2 separate regions of the Mus musculus genome follow, and region 2 is linked to region 1. A link is a contact called in public HiChIP or PLAC-seq data. All regions are on one chromosome and are shown on one strand. Each heading gives the region's core, a stretch centred on a gene start, on an enhancer-like site or on the middle of the called end of the contact. The rest is flanking DNA. Distances are from core to core; before and after follow the strand shown. Region 1 has its middle 14 kb from the start of Gm19554. Region 2 has its middle 49 kb from the start of Vrk1.

The links. HiChIP or PLAC-seq counts read pairs in DNA pulled down with a chosen protein or histone mark.
Region 2: a contact with region 1 is called in an H3K4me3 HiChIP or PLAC-seq map of embryonic forebrain, with 2.7 times the contacts expected there. The contact joins two enhancer-like sites. A contact is called at or near these places in 2 of 15 datasets of contacts at CTCF or cohesin (both in embryonic stem cells), 7 of 484 Hi-C or Micro-C datasets (the HL-1 cell line, embryonic cerebral cortex, embryonic somatosensory cortex and 2 more) and 11 of 115 datasets of contacts at active chromatin or transcription factors (astrocytes, bone marrow-derived macrophages, embryonic basal ganglia and 4 more).

What each region holds. Positions count from the first base shown.
Region 1 is chr12:105,881,699-105,888,415 of GRCm38.p6, forward strand. No RefSeq gene overlaps it. Among named protein-coding and RNA genes, the nearest start is that of Gm19554, 14 kb to the right of the region's middle. Within about 2 kb of position 3,188, at least 15 of the 459 cell types and tissues checked have an H3K27ac peak or open chromatin away from gene starts, as enhancers often do. A contact at or near this core is called in embryonic forebrain, where this site is marked.
Region 2 is chr12:105,958,026-105,964,742 of GRCm38.p6, forward strand. No RefSeq gene overlaps it. Among named protein-coding and RNA genes, the nearest start is that of Vrk1, 49 kb to the right of the region's middle. Within about 2 kb of position 2,861, at least 30 of the 459 cell types and tissues checked have an H3K27ac peak or open chromatin away from gene starts, as enhancers often do. A contact at or near this core is called in embryonic forebrain, where this site is marked.

The sequences.
Region 1 (6,717 bases), core at 1,938-4,437:
TCCTCTAAAGCAGAGCACAGCTCCTGGGCCTTCAGGCCTCTTTTGAACACCTACCCAGCTGTGTAACCAATAGTAGATCCCAGAGTCAAACAGTTCTGTACTGGGGACCGTTGGTCATCTCCGGTGTACCCTGGTAATGTGGTCCTTAGGTCAAAGCAGTGCTTCAGGACCCCACTGTGACCCACCGGTCAGAGCTGTTCACAGAGACTGGGTTTCTAAAGTGTGTGGATCTGAGCGGGGCCAAGTGTGTTCTGAGGAGTCAGCTGCAGCTCAGCTCATCACGATGGGCTTGCCATACTTTAGGGAGAAATGCCTAGCAACAGATTACTCTTGTGGGGTTTCTGCTTCCTTATTGGAAGGAGTCTACTCCCCATGGTTATGAAAAGAACATCCCAGAACACAGGGATCTCCTAGAGGGATTTAGGTCTTAGGGGAAATATTAATAAGGAGACTGGAACTCCAGCTTTGAATGCCATTCTTGTCCTGCACCACTGAGCAGCATCCCAGCCCAGGTCTGTATAAACAGAACCCCGAACCTCTCCTCTCCCTGCAGGATTCGCTCAGACCACTGCCTTCCCCTGGGTCTCTTCTCCATCTTCTGTTCTTAAAAGATCCCAGATGGATCTTGGTGGGAACTGGGTGTCCTCATAGCAGCCCACGCAAACCAAGCCCCCAGCTCACTGCTTCCCATTCCCATATCCTCTCCGCTTGGCCTTCTGTGCTGACTCTTCTTCAGAAGTCAGGACTCTAGACTCACCAAGAACCACCGCCATCAATCTAATCCCACCATCACCTTACCATCACCTCACAATCACCCCACCATCACCTCACCATCACTCACCATCACCTCACTATCACTCATCATCACCCCATTCTCACCTCACCATCACCCCACCATCACCTCACCATCACCTCACAATCACCCCCACCATCACACCATCATCCACCATCACTCATCATCACCTCACTATCACCTCACCATCACTCACCATCACCTCATTATTGCCTCACCATAACCTCACCATCACTCACCATCACCTCACCATCACTCACCATCACCTCACCATCACCTCACCATCACCTCACTATCACTCATCATCACCCCATTCTCACCTCACCATCACCCCACCATCACCTCACCATCACCTCACAATCACCCCCACCATCACACCATCATCCACCATCACTCATCATCACCTCACTATCACCTCACCATCACTCACCATCACCTCATTATTGCCTCACCATAACCTCACCATCACTCACCATCACCTCACCATCACTCACCATCACCTCACCATCACCTCACCATCACCTCACCATCATTCACCATCACTTCACTATCACTCATCATCACCCCACTATCACCTCACCATCACCCCACCATCACCTCACCATCACCTCACAATCACCTCCACCATCACCTCACAATCATCCACTATCACTCAGCATCACCTCACTATCACCTCACCATCACCTCACCATCACTCACCATCACCTCACCATCACTCACCATCACCTCACCATCACCTACCATTAACTCACCATCACCTCACCATCACCTCACCATCATTCACCATCACTTCACTATCACTCATCATTACCCCACTCAGCCCCTTAACATTACCCCACCATTATCTTACCATTAAACTCACAATTACCTCCACCATCACCTAACCATCCTCCACTATCACTCACCATCACCTCACTATCACCTCACCATCACCTCACCATCACTTAACATCACCTCACTATCACCTCATCATCACCTCACTATCACCTCACCAGAGCCTCACCATCACCTCACCATCACCTCACCATCACCCTACCACCTATTGCAGTAGCAGCTTAGGCTGGAGTGCCTGCCTCTGCCGAGTTCCCCGACATCTGATCCAGGACACACACTGTCTGCTGGCCCTTCCTCTCTTGTGCTGTTCCTGTCTGGACCACATGACATAAGTTTTTAGCTGACCTGGTTTCCTTGGGTTTCTAGTGATTTGCCCCAGAGTCAAGAACGTCCCCCTTGTCTCCACAAAGCGCATCCTGGCACTGCCTCCTTCCCCCACTGGCCCCACACCTCGGTGCTGTACACTTGACCTTGAAGCTTTCAGCCTGGCTGACACTCCAGGCAGGAGGTCACTGGAGTCACAATCCCAGTTAGATGTGACCTCTTGGACACATCAGGTGAGGATGGGTGGAGGGAGGGATGCCTCGAGGAGGGCTGGCACGGTCCCTGGGTGGGTGGCCACCGAGTGTATGGCAGTCATCTTAGGCCCCCATGCTCAGGATCTGCAGACTGCTCCTGCATTCCATCAGTGCTGAACGCTTGGCTTCATTCTCGTCAGGGTTGGCTTGGTCCCCTGGGGCCAGCACCATCCCTACCTGGCTGTTTCACTGTGGCCCAGTTCTTGCTGTTTGCCTGGGAGAGCCTGAGGTCTGGAAGTAGTGAGTGTGCATTGCGGGGTGGGTGGGGGACTGGGGGAGGAAGGATAGCAGATCTTGGGTTGGAATTTATGAGATTCTGGGACCCCAGCTGTTACCATGGCCGGCTGTCGCTAGCTCCTGCAATGCTTAGGCCTCAGTTTCCCTCCTGTAGCCACAGGTTGGGTAGGCACATTCCTCATCTAATGGCTCAGTCTGGAAGTCGCAGAAAATCCCAGCTACTTCAGGAGGGATGCTGATGCTACCTGCCTCCGGGTCTGTTAGAACCTCTCTTCACAGGCTGGCGGCTTTTATGGTCGCCTCCTCACAGCACCCAATTTATTTTTAAGGAAATAATAACAACAGCAATTAGCTATTCCTTTGAATGGTTCCAGTAACGATATAATTTAAAAGGACCAACAGGCTGGAACTGCCCCCGCTCTACCTTGGGGGCAGCTTTGGGAAGGGACACAGCCCTGTGGGCTGGGGATTTATGGCTGCTCATGGTTGTCATGGAGGTTGAAGGCTAGCTCCACTTTCTGGGACTCTGAGCCCCGGGGTGGCCAGGAAGGTTCAAACATACACACTCCAAAGGAATTAAAACAAAATTGACAGACAAGCAAACAGATCAAACAAGACACTTCAAAGAGAAGGCGAGCCACGAGGAAGAAGCCCAGTAGCCTCCCAGTCCCCAAATACTGGGAAACAAAGGCTGCCTGCGCATGCCCAGGGCTTGGCCGCCACCGGATCCTTGCCCAGAGCACTGGGAACCCGTCTGCAGGGACGATGTGACCAGTTACTGCCCTCTCCGTGCCCAAGCACTCAGAGGGGCTAATTAGTGCTTTTACTATGCAAATCAGAGCCCGGGCAGATTAAATCTAGAGGAAAAAAAAAAAAACAGCTGGTGAATATGTTATTTTAATTACAACTCCAAAGGAGATACGGGTCTGGTTGAAGAGGATAGCGGGCTGGTGGATGTGAGGCCCGGGGCGGGCGAGCGGGAGAAACTCCCGCTCAGTAAGGACTTAGGCTAGAGCGGAGAGGATCTGGCAAGGATCAAGCCTATATCCTAGGTAAGCTCGCACTGGTCCTACAGGAGACTGCCCAGTCTCATCACTGATGACATCCACAAGTCATCAGAACCTCGGTGTTAGCATTCTGGCTAAACTGCACCCCCACAGTTACCTGGCAACAGCCAGGTAGGCCTGATCCACTATAAAAGGGGCTGCTTGCCCCTTCTTCTCTCTCTTGTTCCTTTCTTGTTCTCTTGGGCTCTTGCCTTCTTGTTCTTTCCTTCTTGATCCCGCTCTGTCCCCTCGCCCCTCTTCCCCATTCCTCCCCGCCCCCCACGTGCTTATGGCGGGCCTCTACTCCTCTACTTCTCTCTCTCTCTCTCTCTCTCTCTCTCTCTCTCTCTCTCTCTCTCTCTCTCTCTCTCTCTCTCTCTCTCTCTCTCTCTGCTTTTCTCTGCCTCTACTACTCTCTTAACTCCCCTCCCATGCCCTGAATAAACTCTATTCTGTACTGTACCGTTGTCATGTGACTGGTCCCTCAAGGGGAAGGGATACCTTGGCATGGGCCTGCTGAGACATCCCCTTCCCCCATACCACACACACACACACACACACACACACACACACACACACACACACACAGAACATATTCTTTCTCTCATCTTTTTATAAACACATCACTTGGAAAGGACAATCTCATTCATTAATTCATCCATTTGCTCATTCATTCCCCCCCCCCCCCGCCCCCATGGATATTTCCTGGCTGTCTATCATGTAACAGGCTCCGAGGTGATGAGAATACTAAACAGCAAGGCCCTGGCTAAAGGGACTTGCTTTATGTGGAGAAGGTGTTCAGGCAACAAGTGATACAAATTAATCAAAAAATTGCAGAGGAGCAGAGGGTCTGGGCAAGGCAGTCGTGGGGGTGGGGGTGGGGGAGTTGCACAAGCCAGAAGGCCCTGACCTGGGAGACAAGGGGACTTTGCAGTGATGTGACATTTGAGCTGAGACCCAAAGGATATAAATGACCCTAGGTGTAACCAGGACATTGAGTGTCCCCGTGACCCTCCTGGGGGACATTGGTTCTGTGTGACCAACCCTGAGAACATTATGGAGTGGTGGAAGCTCAGGGAGGCTCATGATGAATGGAGACCTCACCTGGGAAGTTCTGTCTCCCGACAGACTGAGCATCACCCACCGTGAATACATAGGTGCAAAGATCTCCTTTGGGGTTCTTGCTCCCCATTCCTCAGCTGGGGACCTGACTGCAGCTCCCTCCTGTCTTGGCCACTCAGGCAACAGTCTTTCTCCGAAGTTCTCTACAGGGGAAAGAACCCCATAGAAGGGTCCTCATACCCAGCACTGGCAGCAGGCCACTGTGAGTCCCGGGCTGGCTGTTCCCACTCTCTGACCTTGTGTTTGGCTCTCTGTGTGAGTTTGATTTCTATGGGAAATGACAAAACCAAACTCAGAGATCAAGGTGTGTCATCTCTAGTCCCATGTGGAGGTACACAAGGTCTGCTTGCCCGTGTAGAGAAGCCAAATAAGGGAAAAACAAATTAAAAATTCATTCTTCACCAACTTGCCTGCAGGCAACAGGGGGAAAATTCCTTGCACAGCATGTGGACGAAGAAGGAACTGTTTGATGGGCAGCGGGTGGTAGAGAGTGGGAGTGTAGAGGGAGGAGAGAGAGAGAGACAGAGAGACAGAGAGAGACACAGAGAGAGAGGAGACAGAGAGAGACAGAGAGAGAGGGAGAGAGACAGAGAGAGAGGGAGAGAGAGAGAAAGCAAACACCAATAGGGAAGTAGAGACAGGAAGTGGAAATTGAAGAAGAGATGAAAGAAAGCAGACAGAAAGAGGCAGAATAGAATGGGAGACAGGATGAGACGAGAAGAGAGGAGAGGAGAGGGAGGGGAAAGGGGAGGGGAGGGGAGGGGAGGAGCCTGCCAACCTAGGAGCTTTACTGCAAGTGATTCCATCTGAGCTGGGTTGAGGAAGACAGAGTATGCGCCTGGTGTCAGAAGGTGAAAGGCCACTGCAGGCAGAATGTCAGCACAAAGGCCCTGGGGTTGGTCCATGTGGGGGAGCTGGGGGATAAACAGAAGACTAGAGCAGCAAGAGTCTTAAGTTTCAGTTTTGCAACTTAGGGGATAAGGGGGTTTATTCCAGTTCATAGTCCCAGGTTTAGTCTATCACTGTGGAGAAGTCAAGGTGGTAGAAACATGAAGCAGCTAGTCACATCTACAATCCAGGACACACACACACACACACACACACACACACACACACACAGAGAGAGAGAGAGAGAGAGAGAGAGAGAGAGAGAGAGAGAGAGAGAGCATGCTTGTGCTCTGCTTGCTTTCTCCATTCTTATACAACCCAGGCTCCCCTGCCTAGGGAATGGGGCTGCCCACAGTGAGCATGTCTCTTCCACTAGTCAAGATAATTTCTCACAAATATGCTCACAGGCCAGCCTAATTTAGACAGTCCCTCACTGAGAGAACTTTCTCAGTTAATTCCACACTGCCAAGCTGATAAAACCAACCATTCCCTCCCTTCTCTCCCCTCCCTCCCTCCCTCCCTCCCTCCCTCCCTCCCTCCCTCCCTCCCTCCCTCCCTCCCTCCCTCCCTTCTTCCCTCTCTCCCTTCCTCCCTCTCTCCCTCCCTCCCTCCTTCCTTTCCTCCTTCCTTCCTTCCATTTGTTTGTTTTTTGAGACAGGATCCTGGCTATCCTGGAACTCTTTCTGTAGACCAGGCCAGCCTTGAACTCAGAGATCCACCTGCCTCTGTCTCCTAGGTACTGGAACTAAAGGTGTACACTGCCAGCATTCAGCTTTTTCTGTTTTATGAAGTAACTTTAGAAATATTGATGGTAGGTCTTTGAAGGTGTGTTAGAATTCTACTGTGACTCCATCTGGTCTCAGGCTGTTTTCATTGGGAGAACTTTTATTATTACTTCAATCTCATTGCTGGCTATAGATCTAGTTAAATTATTTATTCCATCTTGGGGTTTAATTTTGGTATATTGTACTCATCTAGAAATTTATTAATTTCTTCTAGACTTTAAAATTTTAATCAAATACAGGTATGCCTTTACAGTTTTCTGAATTTCATTGTTATCTATCATAATGTTTTCCTTTTTGTCTCTCTAATTTACTAATTTGGGTTTCTCTCTTCTTTTTGGTTAATTTGACTAAGAGCTTGCCCATCTTGGGTATCTTCTCAAACAACTCAACACTCCATCGATTTTTTTTTTTTCTATTTGATTTAGTCAGTTTCT
Region 2 (6,717 bases), core at 1,611-4,110, 76 kb after region 1:
TTTGGTGTCTGGGCAAGACCGAAATAACAGGACTAAAGCCCCGCTTCTTATTCATCCAACCTTAATGAAACAAACAGCCCAGGCGGCTTCTCACTATGGGTTGCTTTTTTTTTTTTTTCTGCTATTGTTCATAGAAACCAAAGGAACATTTTCTACATGTAAATCGTAAGCATTTTGGGGGTGTGTTTACACACCTGGCTCCTCAGGGGTTGGGGGGTGAACCTAAGAGCTGGTGCTTCCTTCAAGATAAACCTGTGAATGTTCCTGTCGCTACGGCTATAATTGCCTGGAAATATTGCCACATTGGTGAACAGCCTACTCATTCCTGTGGGTTAACACCTTAAATGAGCTAGGCTGATACATGCTGAACTTACCACTGCTGGGGATTCTGGGAACCCTGTCCTATATTTGGTGAGAGACGATTCAGGGGTCACCTGACACCATCTACTTACAAACCTTTGTGTGTGTGTGTGTTTTTTTTAATGTTGTTATATTGTTTTCTTTCTTTCCTGTGTGTGTGTGTGTGTGTGTGTGTGTGTGCGCGTGCATGCACGCACAAATACCACTGGACACATGCAGAGGTCAGAGGACAGTCTGAGGGAGGTGGTTTTCTCTGTCTATCATGAAAGGTCGGAGACTTGAACTCAGGTCTTCAAGCTTGGTAGCAGATGCCTTTACCAGCTGAGCTACCTTGATGGCTTAAAGCTTTGTGTCTTAATATCTGAAGCACCATGCTAGCCATCAGCACAAGACGGGGTTTGGTATGGGCTTGGGATCCAGCTGCAGAAAGAACAAAAAAAAGGGGTGAGCACCCCAGGAAACCTGGGAATGCAGACAGATTCCAGTCCCTGCCTGTCGTTCACACATCTCTTCTATACCCAATTTTGTAATTCCCAAACTCTGTTTATGTTTTTTTTGTAAATCTAATGCATGCATGCATGCATATTCAAGAAGATTATTGCACAGCTCTGTGAACTATCCTAAGCGTTTTAGTGGTGATGGCTTAAAACACCACATAAAAGAAAACAAGGAGTGAGCGGAGAGGAGATGCCGTCACCAGCAGTGACGTACAGTCACCAGCAGTGAGGGCATTCTGCTTCTGGTCTAAGCCATGATGTGTCAATACTACAGCCGGTTGACAATCAGGGTTTCTTTTCTTCTGGGGGGACTTAATGACAATATGAGAACTCTTTGATCAGTTCCCTGAGAGGAACAAACTGGTGGGTTTTTAAGAAAGCTGGGCAAGGAACTTGGAAGCCACACTTTGGAAGAATGTCGGGTCTAGTCCATGGTGGTGGCAGTGGGGAAGGAGCAGCCATTAATGGATGCCGCTTCATTGACTTCCATTTGCAAACAGGATTCACTAGAAAGCATGATGGGGCCCCCAGAGAAAGCCCTAGTCAGTGTACACATGCACAGACACACAGACACACAGACACACAGACACACAGACACACAGACACACAAGCACACAGACACACAGGCACACAGGCACACAGACACAAACCAGACACACAGACACACAGACACACAGACACACAGACACACAGGCACACAGGCACACAGGCACACAGACACACAGACACACAGACACACAGACACACAGGCACACAGACACACAGACACACAGACACACAGACACACAGGCACACAGACACAAACCAGACACACAGACACACAGACACAAACCAGACACCTAGACACACTACAGCTGTTTTTTTTCCTTTAAATACATTATCACTGTTTAAGCTGATGGGTATAGGAAAGAATACAGTCTCTCCTTTTTTTTTCCCAGTCCAACAAGACTGCAGGAAAAAGTGATTCTGTTGTTGCCGAGGTTCAGAACAGCATAATTTTTTTTTTCCAGAACACCACCAGCTCAGCCGTGTTCCCTTTAATGCTGCTCGCTTTCCTTCTTAGAAAAGGGGTTAAAATTAGTAGGCACATTTCATATTAGCGTATTTCATGCAATAAAGCATAAATTATTTAAAATAACACGACCTTTTATCTTGCACCTTTTGAAGGAAGCAAATTAAAAATGTAAATTGGGAGCTAATTAATATGCAAATGTATTCATTCGCAGTTAACAATTAGCAATTAAACCTGCAGTGTCTACAAAGAGCACGGACAAAATTAGTAACTTAATTTATCATTAAAAAATGAAAACGTACACAAAATTTTAATTGACTTTCAAAATATTTTCCCTGCATTTCTTTTTCTTTCATTTTTTTTTAATGCTGAAAGAAATTCTAAAAAATATTATGCCTTAGCATTACGAATGAAACTGGGTGCACGCAGTATTCGGGGAGTTCATTTAATAGGAAAGCACGTTAGGAGAAGTTTGCCTTTTATATGAGGTATTAAAAAATGACATTTAAGAATGTTGACTTGTGTTTCATAGTTGAGTTCAAGACAGAAATAAATACACAGACTCCCCCGTGTTTGGGAATATAGATGGCAGAGATTTGTATGGATAAGGGGCACACTTCCTGTATGAATAGATGTGGCTGTGCATGTGTGTGCATGCGAGTTGGTGCCTTCCAGAAGATACACAGCAAGAGCCCAACCAAGCCATTTCCACGCTCCTGGTTCAGCTTTGAGAATTCCAGTATAAAACGGTTGCATGAAAAAAAAAATCAGCAACAAACAGCTTAAGATGTAAATAAGACACTCTAGGCTGATCGGGAGACGCATTTGCATTCCGTGTTACATTAAGCCACCCACACCACCACCCAGGCACGCAGATTCTCCACTTCTGCATATTTTTCTGACTTTGAGGTCGGTCTCCTACCCCCTCTCCCTGTCAGCCTAGCTCTGCCTGCAGATGTAGGCTTGTGTTTTCTGCACATTTCCATTCTAATGTCACGCAGCATAGGATAGGCGCCCAGCAAACGCGAACGAGCTGCTTGCAACCTTATTCTGGGTATTTAAACAGCACCTGCCGCCGGGCCCCATTAAGTCTCATTCACAAATGTTTTTCTTCCGTTCGGTCTCCATTCATCGATGGCCTCTCTGCATCCCCTCCTTGGATCCTCTTATGTTTAGAATTGGGCTGCACTGCCTGTCTTCTGGTCCACGCTGGCTCCTGGTCTCTTCCCTTAGAGTTGGGTTTTATCATCAACAGAGTCACTGCAGCACTCACAGGATAGTTTCAGCCGGGTGGCAAGTCTGGCTGTTTTCTATAGACAATAAACATCTCTCTCTTCTGAAATGACTCTAATGCAATTCAACCCACATTGTACAGCCTATTTCTATCACAGGCATAAAGGACAATGGTCCCCAGTGTGAGATTCTCAGGAGCCAGGAGGCCATGACAGTCAGAGTTTAAATTGATTTCGCCAGAGAAGGTGTTTGCTCTCTTTCTGGCAGGTTTTTCTGGCTTCAACTGTTATTCTTCTTAGATATGGACTTAGCTTATAAACCAGTGTGTGTGTGTGTGTGTGTGTGTGTGTGTGTGTGTGTGTGTATGTGTAGATTAAAGAAGTAATCTACCCTTTTATCACAGTATCGAAAACATGTACCCTTCAGATGATTTCCAATATGCCTGATAACCCCAGAACTTAAAAAAAAAATTCTTAGTTTGAACTTGGAATTAGGTTACAATGGTAAAAACAGGACCCTTGACTTGGGTGAAGTTATTGTGTTGTGGATCTGCTCACGTCCGTTTGACAGGAGAATTTTTATATCAGGACTCTGCCTAAGGTGTTTCAGGGTATAGGGAGCAAGCAGGGAGCAAGGAACCAAAGGGGTATCTCAGCTCAGCTGGTAATAGGGTCGCCATTCAGAGGAACCCACCACCAAGTCCAGTCCGCGTCTCTAAGGGCTTTAAGGTTCGTAGAAGGCAGCCAGGGACCAGTTTATAGAAACACTTCCTCCTTCTTTTAGAGAAAACAACATTCAATCTCAGTGCGGGGGGCGGGGTGGGGGTGGGGGGAACGTGGACTTTGTCACGGCCACTGCTGAGGGAGTACCTCAGACTCTTCCCTCCTCCCGAGCACCCCTCGGGCTGCTGAAGAAAGTGCTGGATGATCTCCTCCCAATATACAATATGTAAATCTCAATGCGAGAAGCAAATAAAAAACCCAACCTGCACGTAGTCTACCTCATCTGCCAAAAGAGACCCAACCGGCCTTCCATACTTTTTTTTTTTCTTTTTGCTCGGGCGCCTGCGGTAGCAAGCCGTTACAACAATCCGAAAATTAAGTTACCACAATTAGGAATTAGAAGCAGGTGGCATAATAATGGTGCTTTTTTTTTTCATTTCATTTATTAGCAAAAAGAGGGAGAGGCGCTTCATTTATTTTCATCAGCCCTCAGTAAAAGCATAGCAATTTGCAACACAAAAATCATTTCAAGTACCTCAGCCTCGTGCAACCTCGTTTTCCTTTTTTTTTTTTTTTTTTTTTTTTGCTTAAAAGCCTTTTAAAGTTTGCCTGCCCACCACCCCCGCCCCTCGAAAGTGGAGTGTGTGTGTGTGTGTGTGTGTGTGTGCGCGCGCCCTTACCCCTCCCCTCCCCCATGTTAGGTGACGAGGTAAGTGCAGATGGGATCGGATTATTTCCCCCCCTTAAAAAGTTCCGGGGAGCAGAGTTGGAGGTTGGGGGGGGGCACCAGTATGCCCTGCCTCCTTTGCCCAGTTTCTGTTTCACACGGCTTGTGTGTAACATCAAGTAAGGCACTCGACAACTCTCTGCACGCCCCCCCCCCATCAGCCACTCGGGGCCTCATCCACACCCCTGCACCCCTGAGCAGCCCAGCACCCTACAGGCTGCCCGGATGGTCCAGGACCCCAAGGCACGACAACCCTTGCGCTCCCTCTAGCGTTAGTATCTGGGATCGTCATGGGCTGCTGCGCAGCTGAGCTGCCTGCAATCCCTTGGTGTGCGAGATGATGTGGCGTGCACTCCGTTGCTGAGTGCACTCGATGTGCGGGGTGCACGGAGTATGCCGGGCGCTAGGGACTCCTGGAGTTGGATACGTAATTTTGCACGATGCTCCTGCGACCCCACGGTGGGAGATGCTAATTGCCTGCTTTGGGCGGCTCTTTCCATGCTTAAGGCTCCTTTCTCGTGTTGCCCCCTCAGTCCAAGAACTACACTCCAAGCGAGCCGCTGCCCGCTTTCACGCCAGCTCGTAGACTGTGTCTCTCCTGGTCATGGAGAGGTCGCAATGCCAGGCGGTCCCTGTTTTACGCACCCCTCTTCTGCCCGCGCCTTCAACTCCGGGCTGGTTTCACTTTGTCTCCAGTTGGGCCATCTTGGGTGTCCGGGATAGCGGACTTCCTTTTCTGAGCGCTCCTGTTGCTGTTCTCTTCTCGCCACCTTCTAGGTCCCTCCTCGGCCTCCCGCCACAGAGCACGTGTTTTCTACCGTCTTTCTTCTTTGGCGTGTACTTTTCCTTTGTATTTCATCCTTTCGGTTTGCTTCTCTCTCACCTGTCACTACTAAACCGTGTTAGAATGGAGAAGACACGGGCTAGAGGACCCCACAGCCGGCAGTGCTGGGGAGCCCTCTGTAGGCTCCTACGTCTTTCTTACTTCAGTGTGAAGTGTGTCAGCTTGGTTTCCAGACTTCACAAAGGTTGTAGGGATTTGAGGAAGATCAAACAAGCCGTGGGCACACCTGCCAAGGGGACGGGGCAGGGTGGGGTTGGGGGAGAAGACCAGAGACAGAGATGGGAGGAGGGGTGGAGGCGAGACAGCGCTGCCCTTCTGGAGTATAATTTGGCAATCCATACGAAGAACCTTTTGCACATTATCAGTAATGCCACTTCTTGGAATCCAGCCCAAAGAAATAATATGAAAGGTTAAAAAAATATTTTGGACCCAAAAATGTTAATCACAGGCCTGTGAGATAGCTCATCAGCTGAAGAAGAAAACCAACTCCAGCAAGTTGTTCTCTGATCTCCACAGGATGCCACGGGGCCTACATACCCTGCCCTACATAATACATTAATAAATAAATGTAATTTTAAAAAAAGAATCAAACTACAGGGGGCATGAAGAAATCTTGGGAATAGGCCATGGAGTGGTCAGCCTGAACGCAGGACCCCGGGCAGACACGCTGACTGTCCTGGTGAGGCTGGACGCAGATGCAGACGCACACAGAAAACATCTGGACGCGCCCGTCCAGGCAGCTGGTACCAAACATGGTTTCTTTCCTTCCTTTTTCAACTTCTCTTCTGCCTCCTGGTTTTCTGGAGGGAGCTTGCATTTAAGGATGGAATAAAAACATAGGCCTCTCGATTTCCTTTGCAAACAGCAAGCCCCTGAGAAAAAGGACAGTGAGGCCCAGTGTCTGCATGTACAGGAGCTGTGAAGTACTGGAAAGTGACCGAGATGAGGATGCGGGGGTTGGAGACAGAGCGTGGGTTTGGGGAAACTTTGCCTGCTTCCCATGAGCCGGGCACTGCTGGGCTCCATGGGCAGAACCACAGGTTCTGCTGGTTTGTTTATCTAATGTTTACATTTAGTTAGTTAGTTAGTTAGTTAGTTAGTTAGTTAATGGGTGAGGTGTGTGTGTGTGTGTATTATTGTGAGAGAGAGGGAGAGGAGAAGGAAGAGGGCAACTTGAAGGAGTCCTCTCCTTCCATCATATGGGCCCCAGGAGTTGAACTCAGGACATCAGGTGTAGTGTCAAAGTTGGCATTTTGGATTCTTTAAAAACAAAACAAAACAAAACACAGAACTATTGTAACAATATGTTTTTGTTTTAATCC